Regions from separate parts of the Mus musculus genome. Here regions 1 and 3 are each linked to region 2. The links are chromatin contacts, called in public Hi-C and promoter capture Hi-C maps. All regions are on one chromosome and are shown on one strand. The core of a region is the stretch at or near the end of the contact, and the rest is flanking DNA. Distances in the headings are between cores, read along the strand shown. Region 1 holds the start of Cebpe (CCAAT/enhancer binding protein (C/EBP), epsilon). Region 2 has its middle 64 kb from the start of Gm30275. Region 3 holds the start of 4931414P19Rik (RIKEN cDNA 4931414P19 gene).

Region 1 (2,753 bases), core at 8-2,507, 650 kb before region 2:
CGTGGAGAATGAAGCAGGAAGATGAGAGTTCAAGGCCAGGCTAGGCTAAAAGGGAGGCTCAACCTAAAAAAAAACAAACAACTGAAAAGTGACACACTTCTCATGTCTCTGTGTTCTTTTCTTGTCAGTAAATCCAGAACCGTGTCTGAAGCAGGGCCACAACCAAACTGGAGAGAGCAGGAAGTTCCGAACAAAACAGAAAAATGAACTTTGGGGGTTAGTAGAAGATCAAGAAGGGCGGGCAGGCAGCTACCAGCTTCTCCTTCGGACCCCGAAACAGCCCCAGGAAGAGGTGAGGACAAGAGAGAAGACTTCTCAAGCCTACAAGAGGAAGTGGACCCGAGAGACACGCACAGGTCAGAAAACAAGGGCCTGCATGCAGCTCAGGGCACAGGAAATAGGAGGCAGAGCCTCAGGCCAGCGCGGGTGGGGTCAGCCAGAACAGCTTTTAGGGTGGAGCAACTGGGACCTCCAGCAGATCCTTTCTGTTGGTTCTGAGGCTGCAGCTTGCCTGGGCCTGAGGTACAGGACCCATGTCTTGACCAGAAACCTCAGCTATGTCCTGGCAGCCCCGGACTGTGCCAGGCTGCTAGCCATAGCCAGATCTGGAGACATGCACACAAGCCCTGTGCAAAGACCTAACCGAAGAACCTTAATAGGGGCCCTCTGGAGGCAAAGGCAGGCAGAACTCTGTGAGTTCAAGGCCAGCCTGAGCTACATCGTGAGACCCTGTCTCAAAACTAGCAAATGGGCATACCCTGTACTAGGGCCAGGGGTAGCTTGGTCCTAGAATCTACTACTACTTCCCAAACCCTTCAAACAATGATGGTCTACACAGAGAAAAATGTCTTGGGAGGTGGGGCTACAGAAGGAACTGACTTACCCCGGGGTAGGTGGAGTTCAGGACTTGGGGGTGGGGGCGGGGAGGGGGGGGGACGGGACAGGGAGGAAGATGCATCAAGGGAGGAGTTTAGACCAAGTTGGCACTGGGGGAATGCTTTGTCTATTGGCTCTGGCTTGACACCTCACTCTGCACAGGTCTCTTTGGAAATCGGAGGAAGACAGATATTCAGAGAAGCTACTCTGGGCAAGGGATTAGAATCCCTTGAACTCGCAGGGCAAAAAGGGCCATTTTCTCAAACAGCAACTTCTGGACTGTGGCTGGGGCCTTCGCAAAGAGCGCCCTAACTGCTAAGCACCCCTCCCTCCGGGGTGTGCCCTGCCCCTCCCTTAGTCACCCCAAGGAGAGAGAGGAAAAGGGAAGAAAGGAAGAGGTACTGACTACAGAAGGAAAGGGAAGCAGAGGAGGAGAGAAGCCACGTAGGAGTTGGTGACGGAGAAGACCAGAGAGGGCAAACCTAGGGCAAATCTAGGACCGGGGGAGATCCAAGAAAGGGCAGGCTGAGCATCCCAACGGGCGGGCGCCCCCAGCACAGGACCCAGGGGCGGGGAGCCAAGGGGGCGGGCCGGCCATGTCCCACGGGACCTACTATGAGTGCGAGCCTCGGGGTGGCCAGCAGCCACTTGAGTTCTCAGGGGGTCGAGCTGGGCCCGGGGAGCTGGGGGACATGTGTGAGCATGAGGCCTCCATCGACCTCTCCGCCTACATCGAGTCTGGGGAAGAACAGCTACTTTCTGACCTCTTTGCCATGAAGCCAACGCCTGAAGCCCGAAGCCTTAAGGGCCCAGGAGCCCCCTCGTTTCCTCACTACCTGCCGGCTGACCCTCGGCCATTCGCCTATCCCTCACACACATTTGGCCCAGATAGGAAGGCTTTGGGGCCTGGCATCTACAGCAACCCAGGGAGCTACGACCCCAGGGCTGTGGCGGTGAAGGAGGAGCCTCGTGGGCCAGAGGGCAACCGAGGCACCAGTCGAGGCAGCTACAATCCCCTGCAGTACCAAGTGGCACACTGCGGGCAGACAGCCGTGCACCTCCCCCCGACCCTGGCAGCACCTGGCCAGCCCTTGCGTGTCCTCAAGGTAAGACCAAGGTAGCTCTCCCCGCTTCTTCCCCCCAGGGTGGAGCAAGGTGGGTGGTTGAGGGAATTCTGACTACTGGGCTTCCCTAACAAGTCTATGTTTGGTGCTCCTCTGTGAACATGCCCTACCCCAAGGTCCTGTTTCCCAACTCTGTGAATTTATTTCTTAGAACTCGGCTGTGTCCTGAAGACACTTGTAATAGCTGCTCTGCCCTGATCTCAGGCAGGACCAGGTTTCCTGCTGTGCACTATACCTCTTGCTTCTCTGCTGCCTGCTTTTGGATGAGGAAACATGGCTGACTAGAATTTTAGAACGGGAGACTTATTACAGACAAACCAAAGGGAAGGGAATAATGAGAGCATGATAGAAAGCTTTGGTCTCAGACCAAGGACCATATGTATCTGGGTTACGGTCCTTCACAGAGACAGGGAGATGGATGCCTGGGAGATCGGAGCTCTCTGGGAGTCCTGTATCCCTTTGAGGCCTCACATATGCTCTCCCTGCTGGGTTTCCTGCTTAGCCTTCACTCTGCCTCCTGGTGGACCCTCACCTCTCTGTCCCCCTTACCCTCCAGGCCCCTGTGGCAGCTGCTGCCCCTCCCTGCAGTCCCCTTCTCAAGGCACCCTCCCCTGCTGGCCCCTCACACAAGGGCAAGAAGGCAGTGAACAAAGATAGCCTGGAGTACCGACTGCGACGTGAACGTAACAACATCGCGGTGCGCAAGAGCCGGGACAAGGCCAAGAGGCGCATTATGGAGACTCAGCAGAAGGT
Region 2 (2,976 bases), core at 176-2,675:
ACTTTAGCTGTTGACTCTCAGGAGAGTTTTAGCCTTTCTGAGGCTTTGGTTTGCTATCTGCCTCGTGGAGACACAGTACCTCCTCCAGCTCCCACACACTGACCCAGGGAGCAAGAACGTTAGGGAGGAAGATGTCTGGGAGGCTCTAAGCATTGTGCCTGACACATGGCTAGTACTCCCTGAAAACGAGCTGCTGGCTTTGTTTCCATGCCTAGGGCACAGAGATCTCTGCGGATTCCCGAGAAATTTTCACTCAAAGCCCCACTTAGCTGCAATGTAAACATCATTTCAGAAAAGGAAAATAAGCAAGCACAGGATTAAATCAATTACCTCCCTAAATGCCCCTTGACAATTGCTTTTTTTTTTAATGCATTTTACCTGATATTCATAATGCACATAATGTGTTAGATCAAATTTACATATCAGCTATTCTTCAGTTCCTCTGACATCTCTCTCTGCCACGTTTCCTTCAAATTTCATTCTCTTTTTCTCTCTCTCCCTCCCTCTCTTTCCCTCCCTCTCTTTGTCCCTCTCAAAATTACCCACTGAATCTACTTAGTGCTGCCAACATTGCATGGGTGGGACCATCTACTAGAACACAGTAGTATTATTTGCTTCTAAAAGTATAAAGACTGCCAAAGTTTCCAGAGACTTAGAGAATATGCTATTGAACCTGGCCTAAGATGGGAGAAACCCTTGCATGCATTCATTCTCCCCAGAAACAGACATGAAGTGGTAGTGGCTCACCCACCCATTTGCTACAAGCCGGGATGCTGTGGCCACAGCTCTGTCTTCTATTATATCTAAGTGTGATTGACCCAGTCTCATGAGCTGCCAATGGGGGAAAAGACTTGGAGTCACTGTAGTCAATCACCATTGAGAACCTATTAGAAGAACAAGGTACCATGCAGCCTCTTGAAAGGCTAAGAGTGTAGAAATGGCCATTACAGAGGAAACTCCTTCCGCTTGGCTGACTGGGGCAGGGTCTATGGCTTTACAGCAATTGGTACAGATGCTGGGTGAGGAGGCACATTCATTTTGTGTTCAGTAAAACAACTTTTATTCATGGATGTGAATTGTTATCCCCTTGGGAAAGGTGAAGGTATAGAAACAGGTTGCAGTTTCTAGGGGAATCTAATTCTCTCTCTGTCTCTGTCTCTGTCTCTGTCTCTGTCTCTCTGTGCATGTGTGTGTGTGTGAGAGAGACAGAGACAGAGAGACAAAGAGACAGACAGAGACAGAGAGAGCATAATGATGAATCAGAGCTGTGGTATCCTAGGAAGTCCTAGGTAATTACCCAGCCTGAATTTCTCCTGGAGCTTCTGGATAGTGCCAGATGTGCTCAGGCCTCTGTGCACCACCCCACAGAGCAGGCATCCAGAGCCAACCTCCTCTTCCAGGCTGTTCCTCACGTCTGGGAACACATCAAAGGAGGCTTGATATTCATAACCGCTGTGAGTCATTTTCACATAGAGCTGCAGGGAGCTGCCTGCACTGCTGCTTGCTGTATTCAACCCTTTGTAGGAGCAGCTGAGCTAAACCAATCCCCTATTATGGGCGAGAGTAGAGCCCTCCTGGGAGACCTGATTTACCCCCCACACCCCTATGCTGAATATAAAAAGCTCTTTTTTTTAAATTTGAGAAATAGTTATTAAAACATCCTCAGTCTTGGACTAGGCAACTTCAGAGCCCACAGGAACAGCTCGGCAGGTTTCTTCCACAAGGGTGTGACCACCCCAGGCCCTGTTGTTGGTGTCAATGACATCTGAAGCCTCCGGGTTTGTTTCCTTCAGAGGACAAAGAATGTCAACAAGAGTCCAACCACAGCCACAATTCTTCTCTACTGGAAAACAAGTGTTGCCAGGTCCTGCTGAGTTGGCCTATTGTTGGAAACTGTATTCTGTGTGCCATCCTTTGAGGGCTGACAGAAGCTTGGGAAGGCAAAGCTGCAAGATGGTAGGAGCTGGAAGAGGACTCAGTCATCATCTAATCCCAGGACCTCAAGTTACACATCACAGATGAGGCATGAACAGGATACAGGCTGTTTAAGGTCACTCAGACAGGCAGAGTTTTTGGCATCTGGAGTCACTCTCAAGGGACTGGAAAGCAGTGGCAGGTCACCTTGGTGTCCATGGAGGGCTAAAGAGAGGAAAGGGATGAAGACCAGGAGAGATGAGGCTGTTTCTTAGTTCCATGCCCGAGTTCCTCTGTGTGGAAAGTGACTGAATTATTTACCTCAATATCACTGTTTTAATGAATGACTCCGAGAAGTCCTGGTAACCATGGGTTTTGTGGTTAGTGGAGGACAGTCCAGTTTCTCAACAGGCCAAAGAGGGGTGCCTAGATTTGTACCCTGTTCTCAGAAACCACCCAAGGCTTTTAAATACCCTGGCTTAGAAGAACTCAATAGGGTATTGTTGTACTGGGTAAATGGTGAAAAAAAGAAAGAAGGAAAGAAAGAAAGGAAGAAAGAAAGAGAGAAGGAAAGAAAAAAGAATTATAGAAATACAGAAAAGAAGCAGCCAAGTTGTCTGGCTTCAGACCTGGGACACACCACACAGCTGTGTCTTCCAGGCTGTGTTGTTTCTGCTGCCAGCAGGAGTGGACCCCTACTTTAGTTTTGGACAGCTTAGAAAGCAAGTCCCCATATGTAGGTGCATCCTAATGCATTCTGGTCATGCGATATCTTTTCCGTCTGCTACAGAAGCAAGCACAGTTTGCTCTTTAAAATGCCCAGAGCTCCTTTTCCCATTTGGGGATTGTGGTGAAAGGTCAGACCACTGAGCTTGTCTAGTGGTAATAGGGGTTCTAGATAAATGAACCCCCAAGGTCTGCCAAGGAGATGAGAGAGCAGCAGACACCCCAGGGGAGGAACGTGACAGCAGAAAGCTACACAGGGTCTCTCACCTTTTGCTAGTAATTTGCCCTGTACCTCTATTTGGAGATGCCTTGTAATCTCCAAGTCCACACCTCTCT
Region 3 (2,700 bases), core at 94-2,593, 540 kb before region 2:
GAGGGAAAAAGAAACGGGAACACATCTTTTTCTTTTAATGTGGTTAAAGCATGCATCACCATTTTTAGAGTTCTTTTCATTTTCTTTTATAAACTCATAGGTCAGGGGTTCGAGTGAGGAGGAAAAGGCAGGAAGTCCTAGAAAGAAGACTTGAGAAGGGTCATGGGTTTCAGATATTAAAACATAAATAAATAGGTGAGAGAGAGAGAGACGGAGAGGGAGAGGGAGAGGGGGGGGGGAGAAAGAGAACTTAGTGTCCAGCAGAGACACTGGTGAAGGCTGCCAAACCCCTGTGGACTTGAGTTTGATCCTTCAGACCCTCTAGGTGGAGAGAATTCCTGCAAGTTGTCCCCTATTCTTTTTTTTTTTTTTTTTTTTTTTTTTCTTTTTTCTGAGACAGGGTTTCTCTGTATAGCCCTGGCTGTCCTGGAACTCACTTTATAGACCAGGCTGGCCTCGAACTCAGAAATCCGCCTGTCTCTGCCTCCCGAGTGCTGGGATTAAAGGCATGCGCCACCACACCTGGCACAAGTTGTCCCCTAATTGCCACACTTTGCATTGCGGCACGCGAGTGCCCCCACCAAAAGAAAAAATACACACACACACACACACACACACACACACACACACACACACGTATGTATGTATGTATGTTAGTGTGTGTGTGTGTGTGTGTTCGCGCAAACGTTTTATAATAAAAAGGTGCAGTGAGACCGGTTTATGGACTGCTTAAAATCGAGGTTTAAGCAATGGTCTACATGCAGGGTGTGTGAGGGAGACATTTTGGTTTCTTCAGAATGTGGTTTTAGCCTAGTAGGGGAGCCTGGCTCAGGCTGTGCAAAAACAAGCCCCAAGTGTAAGGCTACTTAGCCTCTCACTTGAACAACGTTACACTCATAGATGTTCATGTAAAGGTGGGCTGCTAGACAACTTGTGTGACCCAGAGACACTGGCCTGGGAAACCAAGGGTTGGAGGGCCTCGCCCCCCAAACCTGACGCTCAATCAGCCTAAGAGGTCCCAAGTTCGCTAGTTCTCCCAGCTTAGCAATGTCAGAGGGCGCTCACTCACAGGGTGGTTCTTCTGAGCCTGGCTTGGGGGGCGGGGAGGGAGAACGAGACGGGAAAGATGAGCGGACAGCGAGGAGAAAGGGAAGGGCAGTGGGCGCATCGGCCAGGTCCGGGAGCTCGCGGCCCTCGGGGGCCCCCCGGACGGGCGCCTCGGGTGCGGCGCGTGTGCTTGCGGGCGGGGCGGGCGGCGGCCAATCCGGGCGGGCGGCCGGGAAGGGGCGGGGCTTGTGAGCTCCGGCTCCGCGAGTCCTCCTTTTTTGCACACACACGAATACAAAGAGCCATACGACCTTCGAGTATCCTTTTTCCATTTTTTTTCCTCCTTCATCTTGTGTGCGTTTTCCAAATTTTTAAAAATAGAGATCTGTGGCAGTGCTGGGGTGAGGAAACTGTTGCTAAGGGGAATTTGCTCTTTTCCCCATTTCTTTTCCTGTCTCTCTTTCTCTTTCTTTTTCCTGGTCGAGGTTTAAAAATATACCAAGTTGAGAAGCCGTGTGCAACTGTTCCCAGACCAATTTACAGATTTTTTTTTTCTTTTTGGATCACATTTTAAGAATTGGTAAATTTTGTGGTTGAAGGATTTAAATTTTAGTCGCTTGGGGAAGTATAGATTTGTTTTTAATCGGGTTAAAGCGATAATGTGAATTTCTACCACAGGCAACAGAGAGATTTGAGGTGCCCTCACAAAGCCTTTGGCATGTATTTTAGACACACTCACTCAGAACCAAAACCAAGTGCTGTAGCAGCAATGTAGCAGCGAGTGTGACAGGCCAATAGATTAAATATACTGGGTTATTTTAATTGGGACACTCATTTCCCAGGAGAGAAGGGAAAGCTCTCTCACAGTGTTTTGCACACACAATTTCATGAGGACATTTGTGTGTATGTACACTTAAAACATACCATTTCGTATGGATTCATCTTGTGGTTTATTCTTTGTATTTATGTAAAGTATGTGTATATGTGCTGTTATCGGATTTTATTTTTAAAGTGTTTTCATTTGATTTTATGTGTGTAAAATAGACCTTAGGATGTTTTTTCCCCTCTGTGTTCCCAAATGTGATCAAAACAGGATTTCAAATGCAAAGTAAAGCGTAGAGGAAATCCTGCACTTAGCATACTTAAGAACTTTCATCCTATTGGAATTTACCTTCTTTTCTGCTTCTTTTTATATCAGATTAGTGAATAATTAAATAATTGCCCCAAAGCCTGCAGTCAGTGTGTTTGGCAAACGAAGTGGGGGGGACGGGGACTGAGTGTGTAGTCCAGAGCCTTTTAGTGACTTTTTAAATGCTTTTGGTTTTTTATTGGTTTTCCTTCCTAAACATGCAACTGTGTATATTTTAGCCTTTATGAGTAGTTTTGGGGGGAGGTACCAGAAGGGAATCTCCTGGCATTTTGACAAAGTGACCTTTTATTGGTTGGGATTTGTTTGGAAAACTCCACATCTGGGAAAGTGTGTGAGACAATATTCTAGTCCAGTTACTGAACGGGGGTGGGGGTGGGGTCCTGGGAGGGGTACTTGGGGTAGGGGCAAGAGGAGGCAAACGCAAAACCCAGGAGGGATAAGAAATACAATGTGATTGTTATTTTGCTTTCTGTGAATGCAAAGCTTCCCCCATATCGTCACAT

The links. Promoter capture Hi-C pulls out the DNA fragments that hold promoters and counts their contacts. A called contact is a pair of places that touch in the nucleus more often than the background predicts.
Region 1: a contact with region 2 is called in a promoter capture Hi-C map of pre-B cells, with 9 times the contacts expected there. The contact joins the promoter of Cebpe here to the enhancer-like site in region 2. A contact is called at or near these places in 11 of 39 promoter capture datasets (the 3T3-L1 cell line, 3T3-L1-derived adipocytes, the C10 cell line and 6 more), 1 of 15 datasets of contacts at CTCF or cohesin (large pre-B cells), 13 of 484 Hi-C or Micro-C datasets (3T3-L1-derived adipocytes, B cells, the C10 cell line and 7 more) and 1 of 9 other capture datasets (embryonic stem cells).
Region 3: a Hi-C map of cortical neurons shows a contact between it and region 2. The contact joins the promoter of 4931414P19Rik here to the enhancer-like site in region 2. A contact is called at or near these places in 7 of 39 promoter capture datasets (the C10 cell line, the HPC-7 cell line, cranial neural crest and 4 more), 2 of 484 Hi-C or Micro-C datasets (both in cortical neurons), 6 of 115 datasets of contacts at active chromatin or transcription factors (the 230-238 cell line, acute myeloid leukemia, astrocytes and 3 more) and 1 of 9 other capture datasets (embryonic stem cells).

Annotation. Positions count from the first base shown.
Region 1 is chr14:54,710,678-54,713,430 of GRCm38.p6, reverse strand. It overlaps Cebpe (CCAAT/enhancer binding protein (C/EBP), epsilon), which reads left to right and starts at 1,257. Exons shown (of 2, transcript NM_207131.1): 1 at 1,257-1,982; 2 at 2,557-2,753. The coding sequence starts at 1,473.
Region 2 is chr14:54,060,265-54,063,240 of GRCm38.p6, reverse strand. It overlaps Tcra and Tcrd. Among named protein-coding and RNA genes, the nearest start is that of Gm30275, 64 kb to the left of the region's middle. Within about 2 kb of position 1,425, at least 57 of the 459 cell types and tissues checked have an H3K27ac peak or open chromatin away from gene starts, as enhancers often do. A contact at or near this core is called in cortical neurons and pre-B cells, where this site is marked.
Region 3 is chr14:54,604,551-54,607,250 of GRCm38.p6, reverse strand. 4931414P19Rik (RIKEN cDNA 4931414P19 gene) reads left to right here and starts at 1,343. Exons shown (of 7, transcript NM_028890.2): 1 at 1,343-1,448.